2 separate regions of the Capsicum annuum genome follow, and region 2 is linked to region 1. Evidence: chromatin contacts called from public Hi-C data. All regions are on one chromosome and are shown on one strand. The core of a region is the stretch at or near the end of the contact, and the rest is flanking DNA. Distances in the headings are between cores, read along the strand shown.

Region 1 (7,571 bases), core at 2,596-5,095:
ACAATCTTAGGCGGGTGAGAAAATGGATATGCCTCTTTCATTTAGTGTCCCCCACCCCCAAATATGAAGGAGGGGGGGGTTAGGTGATGTTCCTCTTTTCAATTTGAGTGTCTTGTTTGACTTTCAAAAAGATTTAAACCCCATCTCCTGTCTTCAAGCAAAAAAAAAGAGAGAAGAGAATAACACTAAACAACAATGATTTTTATATGGTCATAGCATCGTAGAAATATGGATTACTTTATGAGTAACATGTCGCACTTCTTGTGTAGAAGTTTACTTCTGATTCATCTATATGTTGGATTGAAGTGTAGAAAGTGTGTCAAACCAAAAAGTTATGCTTTTATTTCAAGAAGATGGACGTTAAGCTGACAAGATCCAAGAAAAATAAAACAATATTCATCTAAAAGGAAAGTAACTGCAAAGTGAGACAAAGGTTCAAAGTTTGAGCAAAATGGATAACCATGCAAGCCTTAAAACATTGATTTATGACTTAACAGAAAATAGGCCTTTGATTGTGAAAAGAAAGCCCAAGACGAGGGAGGATAACCTAGTAAAAAGGACCACTACCTCAATGAGGTTGGGGTTTCGAGTCACCAAGGGAACAAAATAGGGAAAGGGCCACTGTTTACTCCTGGATTGGGGAGCTTCGAAAGAAGGTAAGACCAGACACCACATCATATCCAAATGCTTCATTTGACATTTTTTACCTTAAAACAACAACAGAGGCATAACTAGACCCATGACATTTTCATTCGTAACAGCAACATAGTGATGTCGGATTATCTAAAGTAAGTATGTCCACATTCTGACTTGTTTGACATTGATCCTAATTCTTTTTACTTTTATTAAGCTATCTTGATTAACCATTACGGTTTCTTACCTCAAGGCAGAAAACTATCACGATAAATCTCCAACAAGACTCGTCCATTTCCCAGCACTTATACATGTGGACAACGGTTTACAGAAACTATTCCATTACATGGCATTTTTTTCCACATCCACAAAATCACAGTTTATCCATATCCTAAACTGAAATTTCAGGCCTCTGAATTAATTGTTTTCTGCAAAAGGAACTCAACCCCTTTCTACCTCATATTCATCCTTTCTATCTCATATTCACAGTTTTTTCCTATCATATATTTGAAACTTCCTGGCACAGTCCTTGTTTCTTAGCTTCCAACTTTCAAGTGCAAGTAAAGAAAGATATGGCGGTGTTGTAGATAGGGTCAACTGGGCATCTGCATGTCTAGAAGGTTTCACAGACAACCAACACCAAGAGAGCCGGTCGACTCCCATTAAAACAAATAAGCCAGTTTATACATTCTTTTGCAGTAATAGTTGTGAAAATTTTAATTTGCTTTTTCTGTTCACACTTAGTTTTTCTGTACTTATTTATGAGGCCAAAACATACGAATGCACAAAACCTGGGAAAATCTCCTAAGTGACACTGCCCACTTAATCAGCAAAAAAAGACTAGAAAATGGAATCCTAACAGTGGGTCAGTAATGCCCTGGGGCATTTTAATTTTTCCCTTACATAATGTTAAAAGAACTCGTCATCTAGCTCCCTGATCATTGTACTTTATTTTGAAATGTGTGCAAGGAAGAAAGAAGGTAAACTGCAGATAGCAAGCAGTTTTACCTCAAAGGCAATATGGGAAATTCCCTACCACAGTTTAAGAATAACATAGGAGATCAAGTGCAAGGAAGCAAAAAGAAAAGTCAGCTATGTAATAATTCTTCCAGGCTATAAATCTGTCCGCAGTGCTTCTTGTTTTTTGTCCACAAAACATCTGTCATTGTTCTGCTGACTAGACCCGAAACAATTATGGAGTTGCTCAACATATATAGAAGTTATGCATCCTGCTCTACTCAGCGAACACCAAAGTAATCAATCATCAATCAACTACGCATTAACCAACCAGCTGGATCGGCTATATATATCTTCTACATCTGTTACATTTACATTAACCAAAATGCTCCTAGCAAACACCACATCAAATTTTAGTGAAATAAAAACTAAGTTTTAAGTAAGACCATGAATGAACTTCCATATGCACTGTTCCAAGTTCCAACTATTAAGACTCTCTCAGACTAGCTATAATTTCTTGCTGAAGTTGCACGGCTGAGGTGCTAAATCCTTGAGATTTTGAGTTCTAATTTTCCTGAAAGTACGATAACTATTTATGATTACTGCACCCCTTCCTCTCAAGAAAATAAATACTTCTCCCGTTATATAGGTACTTTTAAGCTGTAACTAATGCATTTGATTGTTTTGATCTGGAATCTCCCTAACAGTGGAATTCCTTGTATTATGACACTCCACTCGAAAGAAGACAAAGTCCCTTCGAAGACTAAGAAATTACAATGACCCAACGATCTATACAGATACGAACAACATCAATTAGCGAAAACCATAAGCAGTAATTTCCTTTTCTTCAATCCATAACTTTTACAGAGGAAAATTATTCCCACGTCACAAAGAAGGTTAGTAGGTAGTAGTGCGTTGTCTAGCTATCCGTCCATACTAGTAGTCGTGGTATTGCTCTTGTAGTTTCTTGTCCTTTTCTTTCTATAGTTTCTTGTACTTAGATTATCATATTAATTTGTTGTAGTTACCGCTCTATGTGCTTTGTTATGCTTTCACTTCCGTTACTTCTTTTTGAACTATTTTTCCTTGAGCCAGGGGTCTACTATCACTGAGGAAGGGGTAAGGTCTGCATAGACTCTAACCTCCCAAGATCCCACTTTGTGAGAGTACTACACTGGGTATGTTGTTGTTGTTGTTGTTGTTGTCACGAAGAACAGAAAAACTCTCTCCTCTACATTCAAAATTCAATCACAACTTGCCAAATGGCACTTACAACATTTGAACATAAAATCCATAAAATATAATACACCTAATATTAGGATATCAGCAACAAATTTCCAATAACGAATTTGAAATTCAAGTAAACAAACAGGCTACAACAACAACATATCCAATGTAATCCCACAGTACGTAGACTTTACCCATACCTCGTGAAGATAGAGAGGCTATTTTCAAAAGACACTCAGCTCAAGTACAGCAAATCAAAGTATTTACGAAAAAGGGAAAACGACAATGAAGACAATACGGGAGAAAAACACTAACCTTGACACCATGGCAGCAACTGCTCCGGCCCACAAATGTTTACTAGTGTTCACTGCACCACGTCGTCGTAAACCAATATTCCGCTTCCTCACATCTCCGTTGCCTTCACTGTTCTCCTTCACCTTTGAACTCTCATCTCCATTACTCAACAAACATTCACTAGTATTCTTCTTAACTGACAAACTCAAACACAAGAATTTACCCCCAAAATTGACACGAATTGGTCTCCGTCGACGATGGCGACAAATGGGAGAATGTAACTCACTAGAATCATCAATTGACGAAACTTTAAGAAAATTAGTGGTTGTAATTGAGGAAGGAATTAATGGGTCAAGAAATAATCCACCAGAAAACAAAATTGTATCTGGATTTTCTACAATAGTTTGACTTTCTAAATGTTTAAACCAGATATTATGAAGTCCTGTCATTCGTAAATTCTTCTAAGCAAAGTGAAGATAAGGAGACACTTTGTTGAAATCCTTTGGCATTTAATGGGATAATGGAAGGGGAAATGGCGGTCACCTTTGCTTATGTCGCCGCAGTGAGCGGCTTTCAAGCTTGTTGATTATTTTTTGTGTGGTATCAATGTACACCATTATTATACTCCGGGGAAAACATCATTATTATTGAACTATAATGCAGGCCCTATATTCTCCGTTTGAACAACTAAATCTGCTTAGATGTGTCAGTATACCAGAATTAGGGTCTTTGGAAAGGCATTTTACAATTGAATTTGTATAATTATCTAGGCAAATTTTAGTAGCTCTGACTGTTAGCTGCGTAATTTTTAATTATTAGTGATTGGTTGATTTTTTATCTTGTAATTTCCTGGTTATGTTTCCTTTCTTTACCTTCGATTACTAAATAGTATAGTGTAACTACTAATTGATGTGTGATCGCATAACTATAATTAAATAATTAAATGTTTTAATGTTTAAAAGTTAAAAAGTTGATTGTCAAACGATAAACATTCATGTTTGACAAATATATGTCCACACAAAAATATTACTCTATTAAATTTTATCAACCAGTAAATATTCGAGGTATATATTATTTTTTAAAATCTAGTTACTACTATATATATGCGCGTGAGTGGGCGGCTGGAAGCAGACAGCTGATGCTTGTTTGCTTCATGATTTTACTATATTATTCTTAATTAATTATTATATAATATTTACGTATTAAAAAATTAATAATATTTAAAAAATAAAATAGACATTTATGACATGACTATTTCAGTTGCTTCAATTGTCATTTTATTATATAACCTATAATTAATTATTATGAGTCATCTAATTATATAAAAATTGATAATATTTATTTTTAAAAAAGGTGAAATAAACATAAAATGATAAATTAATTTTTGATGTTTTAAATTAATTTGACATCTTATGTGAGACTCACTTAAAAAAATTTCACAAGTATTTTTTATAATAATTTTGTTATATCACTTTTAATTAGTTATTATGAGTCAATCAAGACATGTTTGTTTCGCTATTTCAATCGTGATATTTGATTTACTCTATAAATTATATCAGTATCGCTTAAATTGAAATAAAAAATATTATAAATTACAATAATTTAAAACTTAAATTACTTTTAAAGTCTAAATTCACTACCAATACCACAAAAGTTTGAACAAAAAAAGTATTATAAATTACAATAACAAACAGCTTAAAATAGTAAATTACAACGTCAAAAAAGTATTATAGATTACAATAGTTATCGATGTCGTATTAATTAAGATAAAAGGATATTACTTAAAATTACGTTGAAAGTCTTAAATCATACTGATATAATTAACAACTTAAAATAAAACTATATATTACAAATCTGATTGACTTTATCAGATATTTCATCGGTATCGTATAAATTGAGATAAAAAATAGCATATAATATTCAAAAAATAGTACATTAAGCCCGTGCTGACACGAGCTCCAACATCTAGATTATCTTCAAATAAATAATGCTTTAATTAAGGTAATAATAAAAGTTTTAAATTAAACACATATTATGCAAAAACATCATGGGCCATATGTTCAACAATAAAAATAAAACAATTACTACTAATATTTCAAGTGTCATTTTTTACAGCATTATTTTTAAATATTTAATAAAAGGTAATCTACCAATGAAAACATCAACCAATATAAACTAAGTTTGTCTATGACCTCAACAACAAATTTTAAAAACTATCTTACAATAACACACTATACAGTAATTATATCACTATTTCTCAATCCTCCTCTTCCCCCGTCCCTCCCCCGCCATACCCTAAAGCTATAGTATAATTACACCTGTCATTTCTCAACTACACGTAATTACTTGATACGATAAAATATTAAAATTACAGATAATTATATTTAAAATCAGTTACATGAATGGTGTCAAGAATTTTTATGGCATTAATTAATCATTAATTTTTTTAATTTCTTCAATATATACATGCAAATATTTCACAAGAAAATGGGTAAGAAAACAAAGTTAAGAAGAAAACTATAAAATGAGAAATCAAACTCACATTATAGTTTGATAATTCAGATGACTAATCAATTGGGCATTTGGGCTGTCGAGATTCTCTTGCGATCAATCATCAATTAATGAACTAATAATGAAAATATAATGTAAACATCATTTAATGAAAATACTATAATAAAATAATCATGTTATTAATTAACTCGTGAATTCAGCCGCACTTTGCACGGTTTTAAAATACATCAATTGAAATAATTTATTCAAAAACATAATTGAGATAGTAAATTTTAAATGGTTTTTTATTTATATCATACTCAATCTCAATCTTAATATTCACATATCCAAAAATCAATATGCAAGTCTACAAATAAATTTGTAATTTAATTAAAAATAAAAAAGATAAAAAGAAAAAGAAAGATAATAAATCAAATACAAAAGTAGATTAAAAGGGGAAAATAACAGATAGATTTAATTTTTAGTATGAACAATAACGGACATTGAATTCTTCTGAATTTTTTTCAAAATTTCACCTGCAGAATATCTAAAATCAATATCAAACAATTTACATAAATTTATAGATTAAACAAAAAACTATACTAAAATAAGTTTAAAATTAAAGGACATATAAAATATATAAAACAAAAAGAAGATAAATAGATAGAAATTGCATGTAATATCCCTCAAGCCGCAGTTACGATCAGATTTTGCTCCTTTGATTTAAATGCTTGCACACATTCAGATATCAAACTTGTAAATGAGACTTCGTCCTCTAATTCTCACTCCCTCTTCTTTCTTCAAAACTTGCAATTTCCTTATAATCTTCTCTTCATATTCTGGAAAAAAAAAATGCAAAGGAGAGAAATATCAAATTTAACTATGTATATATTTGATTAAAAAATGTATATATTTATTTTTAGTTTAAAGAGAAAAAGACAAGCAGAGAAAAATTTAAAGAGAATGTAAAAAGTTTAGGAAATAAAATATTCAGACCAGAAAAACCAAACAATTATAACATAATATGAGAATTCAAGCTTTCAACATATAAAAATATACAACAATAAAAAAAAATTGAATACCAAAATACATAAGCCCAATATCCATTATATAGATGCAATTGTTAAGGATTGACTGTCTTATCTCTTTGATCATTAATTTGTGAATTATTAATATAATTATTAGTATTAATTAATATCAAGAGATTTGTCTTTGTAGTGTGACCTTTGGGTTTTTCAAATAAAAACTTAGGTAATAAAGGAGTCGTTTTTTTCTTTTTTCTTTTAAACTTAGATAATAATAGAGCGAGGAAAGATTTTAAAACAAATGTTCTTTAATATTTATAATGCATGTCCTCATTTGGAATACCAAAAGACTGAAGAAGAGAAAGAAGTATTATAATAGAGTTTGGCAATGCCAATAATAGTAACTGTAATTATCATTTTAATTTGATTAAATTCATTTAAAATAACAATTTCATCTTTTATTAAACACATAAATATTTAAAATAAGGAGAAAACTCAATTATATGCAAAAACAATCATAAAAAGGATAAATAGCATTGAAAATCTCTAAGAGTAGTAATATATATATTGGTTTTGATTTTTGTATCATGGATCTTGGTTCGCACTTTATGACATTTCTACTATAAAATGAATCCAGACATTTCTCGTGTACCTATTATGGAAAGCGTTTGAACTCTATCTCTTTTTCTTTCGTTCTCTTTTTTCTTTTCAAAATTGTTGTTAGAAATGATAGACTGCGCCGGAAAGGATTCGGGTGGGGGAGCATCTACCTCCTTTCCCAAGCCTGATGAATGAAAAATGATGCTAGATCTACCGTATAATCAAGTTGTACCGGAATGTCTACACTCTCATATTAAAGAAAAGAAGAGTTAAGATACTTCTTTAATATCGAGCGAATGACGACCCTTTCTGATGCGATGTTTCCTTTGACCTTAGATGAGGCAA
Region 2 (7,391 bases), core at 3,772-6,271, 560 kb after region 1:
GATGTGTCCATATTCAGTTGGAAGGATGCAAACTTCATATTTGCCTGCCTTTGTTTAAATTTCAGACTTTTAATGTAGCACTTCTCAGTGGCCAAATTAAAAGTTTATGTAGTCTTTGGTATTGTGCGCATTGAGTTGTGAGTTGACCTTCTTTTCAAAGTTAGCCACAGCTGTATCAAAACATGATATGCAAGAGAAACATACCAATGCATTGAATTGGCTGATTCTCTTATGTTTTTTCACCAGTTAACCACAACATACAGGAAATATGAAGGGTATAAAAATATGTCATATCAGCATATCCGTGACTAGTATCATTATGAGTACTCGTTTGTTTGTGCTAGATGCAACAGTTATGTTGATACTCAAGCTGGAATGTTAAACTAGGAGAGTTATTCATTTCCTCATTTTCATCTTTTTTTTGATGAATGTCTTTTTCTACTGATTATTCAAGATTCTCACGTAGCTTACCCTGTTTGAGAAAGCCGCTGCCAGTTCATAAGTTGGTGAGACTGTGGATGCCTTTGCAAGTAAGATGAACTGGTCCCAATACCATTATCGTCACCAACATATTGGTCCGAATAGTTAGTACTTGAAGGAGACCAAATAGGAACTACACCCCCATCCCTTTCTCTAGTACTGCTGGAAGATTCAGCCGTTGAATCTTCAGAATTCCTCCTACCTACCGCAAAATTAAAATGTGGAGTGGCATTGGTTCGAGCTGTTTGCATGACGGCTTGGTCGAGCGTGTCTCTCCTAGTATTTTCAGCTACATTGACGTCTGTTGGAACTTCTGCCCTACTTTCCAAGACTGAATTCCTAATATCCACAGAGTTCTCTTCATCATCAGCAGCTCTGAACAAAGACGACGTCATGCTAGGCACCATTTGATCTTCATAGCGTCGAACAGTAACTATTACGGGGTTGTTCCTGACTGGTTCATGTTCCATTTCCATCTGCATGGCCTGAGGAAATGCTATTGGGGAGTCAGCAGAGTCACCGTGTCCTTCTTCCATACCATTCTCAATTGCAGCTCTTGCAGCAGCTTCATTCTGCCACATTTGTGATAGGGCTTGTTCTAGTCTAACTTTTGCTGAATCAATTTCAACAATTGGAAGAGGATAATTGGAACCCAGCTCAATGCCAGCAGCTTCAAGTACAGATTCTGGTGCATTCCATGGGTGGTGTATCCATTCGGTGGGCAGCCTAGCAAGTTCAGGAAGCCACCGCCGGACATATTCTCCATGAGGGTCACACTTGTATCCCACAAACTGCCAGAAAGAGAACAGGTTCAAATAATTAGTTCGCCTTGTTCAAAAAGAAAATTTACATGACGAAACAAGAAGAGAAACGGAATAAGGGATAGCAGCCTCCCTGTTGTTTTACATGAAAAAACAAGAAAGAAAAACAGAAGGAATGACAGAGAGTTAAGCTAAAGTCTGTCCCATTCATTTCTCACCAGTCTTCCATAAGGTCACTGGTGCATTATAGATGGAAATTCAAAGTTCACGTTCAGTGGAAAAGACAAAACAGTAAGAGTAGAAACTTTCGACGTTTAAGAACTTTGCCATGTACAGATAAATGAAAATTTAAAATTTTCTTTCAAGTGTTTGGAATGCAATATCCTGCAGAGAAGTGAAAAACAAGGTCTAGTGAGTAAATATTATTCCAGGTTTAAGTATGACTTGGAAGATCATGCAGAAGCCAAGATGGCAAAACCAGCATCTTATGCAAGGGATACTGGCAAGAAGTGCCAACATACTTAGCTTGGCTTGTGTGAAAAACAAATCCACCATCTATGTAAGCAGGACAATGGGGGTAACTCAGATTGAGATCGTCAGCCCCCCCCCCCCCCCCAAAAAAAAAAACCCCGAAAAAGTTCGTTTTTCAGATACTCGAAATTAAAGCATTGTTTACTGCAGATGACAAGTCTGATTCCTTGGATTGAAAAGACTAGCATATCAATGCAATACAAAGGAAGTTCACAAACACTGCACTAATATCTCAGGATATAAAAGCACAATTTGCAATTTGGCATTCACATACACATTCCATCTTAGCTTTAGCATTTCTGCAAGAAGATTTGAGGCCCATAAGATGTTCATGCAGATTGCAATGTCTACTAGCTAGTCAGTGCCTCGGAACTAGCAATCTGTAAATAACAATTAACACAACGGGGAAGGGCTATAAACATTGGAAGTATAGACTAGTTGTGGAGCTATTAAAATTTCTACAATAGGATGAGAGTCTGTAATTGATGATCCAGCAACTCTACCATGTTAGGGAAGACATAAAAAAGGAATTTCAATTGTGAATTTTTCAAAATTTTCAATTGAAGGAAGAGATTCTCCCCAAAGATTACCCTAACATACCTGTGGATTATCAATCCGATCAAACTCACGACCATCAGGTAGGGTACCAGAGATATATTGCCAACCAAGAGCATCACTCTCAAGATCTGCGTCCAACAATGTGTCCCAAAAATACTTCATTCCCCATCTCCATGGAAGCTGCAGAACCTTGACGAAGAAACTAGATACCACAACTCGGATACGATCATGTAGCCAGCCAGTTGCCCATAATTCTCTCATACCAGCATCAACCAAAGGATAACCTGTTCTGCCTTGCCTCCATGCTTTAAAGTAGCCCTCATCCACTACCCATGGAAAGTACCTTAGGTGACCAAGCAGGGGCCTTTCATGGCTATGAGGATGATTAAAACTCATGTATCTAGAGTACTCCCTCAGTCCAATGGACTTGAGGAACAAATTAACACTCTCTTCACCAGCTTTATTTCCTTCATTGGCCCAGAGAACTTGCTTGATGCGAACAAAATGGAATACCTTACGAACACTGACTTCCCCAAAATGTAAATGTGGAGACAGAAAGGACGTTGTTGCACTATCAGCTTTCCGACGGTTCTGTGAGTACTCAAGTAATGGTCCATTAACGAAAGTAGTTAGTGCTTTATCAGCATTGCTCCAGCCAGGTGACCACGCCCGAGCAAGAAGTGCATTGCTTCCTTTCTCTGATTCATCTTCAAATACCAAGTTGTCTGAACGGCATCTTGATACATCACCTGGAGGTTTGCACAAGAACCCATGTAAAAACAAAGTTAAACTCTAACCAGTACTCTTATAAGTACATTACTACCATCCTAGGAATTTGTTTTGACCCTTAGCTTATTAGTGGCAGCACGAATATCTTTCTTACAAGTACATTAATACCATGTACAAACAAGAATAGAAGTTTTATCCAGAAAACAAACAAGACATAAGAGAAGCTCAAATGAGAACAAACCAGATATAATCCTTTTAGGTGGGAGAAGTGGAGCTTCTGGATCATAAGGCATGCTAAGGCATTTCTCCCAAAAAGCAGAAAATGTTGTGAACGGGCGACCTTCATCGTCGTTAACTTCCCATGGTTCATAGAGCAAATCAGCATTAAAGGAGCGCACAGATACACCTTGAGCTGTTAAGATTTCTTTTGCGCGATGATCTCTCACAAGTGAAATTGGATCTAAAGGAAAAGAAGTTTAGTTGCTGGTCAGGATAAGGCAGTGGATGAAATTGGCTTTACAAAACTATTTATCTTTTACATCCTTCTACTGAAAACAGATGCTTAAAATAAAAGCCATCCATTTCTATTAGCAATTTACCATTCAATTATGATCAGATCAAACACCAAGCAACACCCTTTCTGTTTCTATTAATCAAAGAACATGGAAAACGTTTAGTACAACAAATTTAGATTAATGACGTTCTAATTCAGGCACTAAGCAATCAGTGGCCAAAGGATTGAACATAGTAAAAAGTACAGCACCTAAAATTCATTAGTTTAATGAGAAAGGTACATGGCAATAGTTTATTATTTACCAGAAGACAACTCATTTATCTTATTCTTAAAGGACACACAGCAAGCACCAATCTCAATTAAGCCATCCCAATAATATAGTACTACTAACTTTTAAAACAACATCAAGACAGGCAAAAAAGTAATCAAAGTCGGACAGAATGATTACAAAGAAAAGTCAAAAATGGAAACTTTACTGTACTAACCATACAAATGATTGAAGAAGAGCTGAGTAGCACCAGTAGCTTTAACAACTTCAAGAAGTGAAGAAATACTATCCGTAGATCTCTTTGTAACAAGGGAAGTTCCAAGACTCTTCAAAGATGAATCAAGATGAGCTAAACTCTGCTTAAGCCACCATCTTGAAACTCTACCAGGATAATAATGCCCTTCTTCTTCAGGTGCCCATACAAACACAGCAATCACTGCTCCTGCCCTCACTCCAGCAGCCAAAGCAGGATTATCCTCCACTCTCAAATCCCTCCTAAACCATACTATACTACATCCACCACCTGACATCTTCCTTCAACAACCTTAACACACACACACTCACACTCTTTTTCTCTCTATTTTACCTCTCTACCTCTATGTAAGCACCATGTTAGTGTATTGGGGTTAATCTTATCTATTCTTTAACTGTTCCCTGCAGCTTTCACCAAGGAGATAAAGATTACAAATTTGAAACTTTTTAGCAAGAATTTTAGTAAAGAACCAAACTTTAACAAACCCCAAATGCTATTCTTGAATAAATGATGCTATTATTCTTGCGAAATTACTATAGACATTGGCCACCAACAAACAAAAAAAAAAAAACCTCTCTTACAGAAAGAGAAGAGATTGAGGGTGATTGGTTAAGGTGGTGGGATAACAAGAGAACTTATGGGAGATTTGCAACCACAACTTTATGTTTTTTCAAGATTTTATTTTTTATATATCTTCTCTCTTTTCTTATCTCAAAGGAAGGACAATAACGGGTAAAATTATTATGGTGTGATCAAGAATTTACTAGTTCAAATCTCTGAAACAAGTTATTTTGTAAAAATGTAAGGTAAAATTAGGTATAATATAATAAATCTTTGTGACAATGCTATTCAAAATTATCTATAAGTAAAAGCTTTAATACGACGCCACGTGTGTTTTCTTTCTTTCTTATCCTAACAAGGAAACAAAATTCCACCAAGCCTCTATCTCTAGTGCCTTCTCTAATCCTCTCTCTCTCTCTTTCTTTGACAGAGTGGAAAATTCCTGTTGGATTCAAGATTGGCTTTCTTAGGTACAATAAAGTCATATAATTAAATGCTTGATTTTTCTTGAATCATTGCAAATTGAAAGTATGTTCCTTGTCAATAATGAATTTAAGTTATACTGATGTACACTTTTTTTATACATCGAAGAAAACTAAAAAGAGTTTACTATCTTTTAAAAGTAATGTCGTTTAAATCTGTTAGAAGAAGAAACTTCGTATTCGTCAAATTATCCTTATGCTTGTGTCTTTTATTTGTCAGAAAATCGACTCGTTGGTTTAGTTCTATCCAAATGCATTTATAATAGAGATCTTGGTAACATTCAAAAATTACATGATATAACTAGGTAAAAATATTTATTATATATTAACACTTGTTGACTTTTTCTTGAATTTATTTCTTTATATTTTGACACTCCATCAGTGTGCATGCCAGCTTTTACAGGTAAAAAGGTGCAAAGTTTGATTCACATAACCTTTCTAGCTTGCATCTGATTCTAGACGACAAAATTTGTTACTCCAATTATATGATAGTATACTACAGTGTTGGGATATTTCTTTTTTATTTATTTATTTATTTATTAATAATTATCCGACCAAGTTGGGATTGTGTATAGAGAAAATTGGAAAGTTGGAAGGGGACAGGCCAGTATGGGGAAGCGAAGAGATAGGTGTGCTGACTAATTTGGATTTGGTAGTATTTATTTTTCTAAGGTGGGTAATAGGCCTATAGGGTATAGGCGGCCTTGCTTCTTTTTCTTTTTTGTTTTATTATCGATATTCAATACCCGCATTGGAGTATGATTAATTCGAATTCACATCGAGTAGGGCTCTATACGGAAGAAAGCGCTCCCTATCAAGAATTTTTCCATATCCAAAGTTCGAATCCAAGACATCTGATTAAGGGAGGAGCAACCCCATCCGCTTCACCACATCCTTTCTTTGCTTCTTTTTCATGCATGCAAGCATTAGATTCCTATTTATGAAATAAGTCATTTGTAAATTGTAATGTGGGCACTCCCCACCCCCTATCTTACTGATATTTTCACATGCTCTTGCTAAAACTTTTTATTTATATTTGGGAAGAGGGGTCAGGTGAAATGGGAAGGAAAATTATCTGGAATCGAATCTTCATCAGTAAGGTAACAATAACTAATTAATTGCTTTTATAAAATAAGTATCACATACAATTAAACCTCATTATGACAGTCATTCGCTATAGTTGTGTAATTTTTTTTAATTAATTTTTCATGTTACGTTTTACTTTTCAATAACGATATTTTATTTATAATAATAATAATGTCATTCATTATAACGGTAAACTTTTTTATAAAATTAATCTTCTATAACAATCATATTCAAATTAATATCTTGTAATAATATTTTATAAGAAACATATTATGTATAAAAAAATATTAAAATATTTATTGTAATCATTAGTAATATCGTGAACATAGTAAATTTAAGTATGAATAACTAGGAAAATAAATTGTATTTAAATTGTATCTGCCAATCTTGGACATAACTTTACGAGGAAAGACTATTAATATTTGACATTCTTATATTTACACTCTTTCTAATTTTACATATTTTTATTTAGAATAACTAATAAGATAGATACATCAAATATTAATATACATATATAATAACACTTCAGTTCACTATAGCCATCATTAAAATTTTAGATAAATGCTATCACTATAAAGAGATTTAATTGCTTATAGATTAATTGATCTTACAGCCGTTCATTAATCTGTTTTTAGTTTATATTTTTTTATTATTTGTTTTTACACATAATTTTTTTTAAGAAAAAAAAAGGAGAAATCTTGTATGCCATCATGTTCTTAATTGCATGTGCAAATTACATACCCTTTGGGTACATGCCACTTTCTCCTTCTCCTTTTTCTTGAACAAGGCTGGGGGAGTGAGTAAGTGATTCTACATGTGATTTGAAATCATGTTTTTAAATAAATGTTCACACATGAAATTTGGATCATGATTTCATTTCAAACTACAATCCTAAATTCTCCCAAAAAGGGAATTTGAGATTTTAATTTTTCAAAAATGTATAGCTTGTTCCTAAGTTTATATTTTGTTTTTACAAAAAAGAAACTAATCATTTTAAAGTTTAGATAAAAACAAATTAAACATGCATGTTTGGTGTTCGTATCATGTAATAGAATTATATTAAAGATCTAAATAGCTAATCCTTAGCTAACTGCTATTGTTGACTAATGAATATTTATAAAATTATGTGTATTTAAAAATTTATAATTGTAATTTATAAATATTTATT

Evidence for each region. Hi-C and Micro-C count contacts between places; a contact is called where the count stands out from the background.
Region 2: a Hi-C map of leaf shows a contact between it and region 1, with 3 times the contacts expected there. The contact joins the promoter of LOC107867504 here to the promoter of LOC107867512 in region 1. A contact is called at or near these places in 2 of 5 Hi-C or Micro-C datasets (leaf and placenta).

What each region holds. Positions count from the first base shown.
Region 1 is chr4:206,335,879-206,343,449 of UCD10Xv1.1, forward strand. It overlaps LOC107867512 (probable mitochondrial adenine nucleotide transporter BTL3), which reads right to left and starts at 3,846. Exons shown (of 4, transcript XM_016713783.2): 1 at 3,133-3,846. The coding sequence starts at 3,560.
Region 2 is chr4:206,891,184-206,898,574 of UCD10Xv1.1, forward strand. LOC107867504 (cryptochrome-1) reads right to left here and starts at 5,022. Exons shown (of 5, transcript XM_016713771.2): 1 at 4,059-5,022; 2 at 3,301-3,519; 3 at 2,373-3,079; 4 at 472-1,271. The coding sequence starts at 4,371.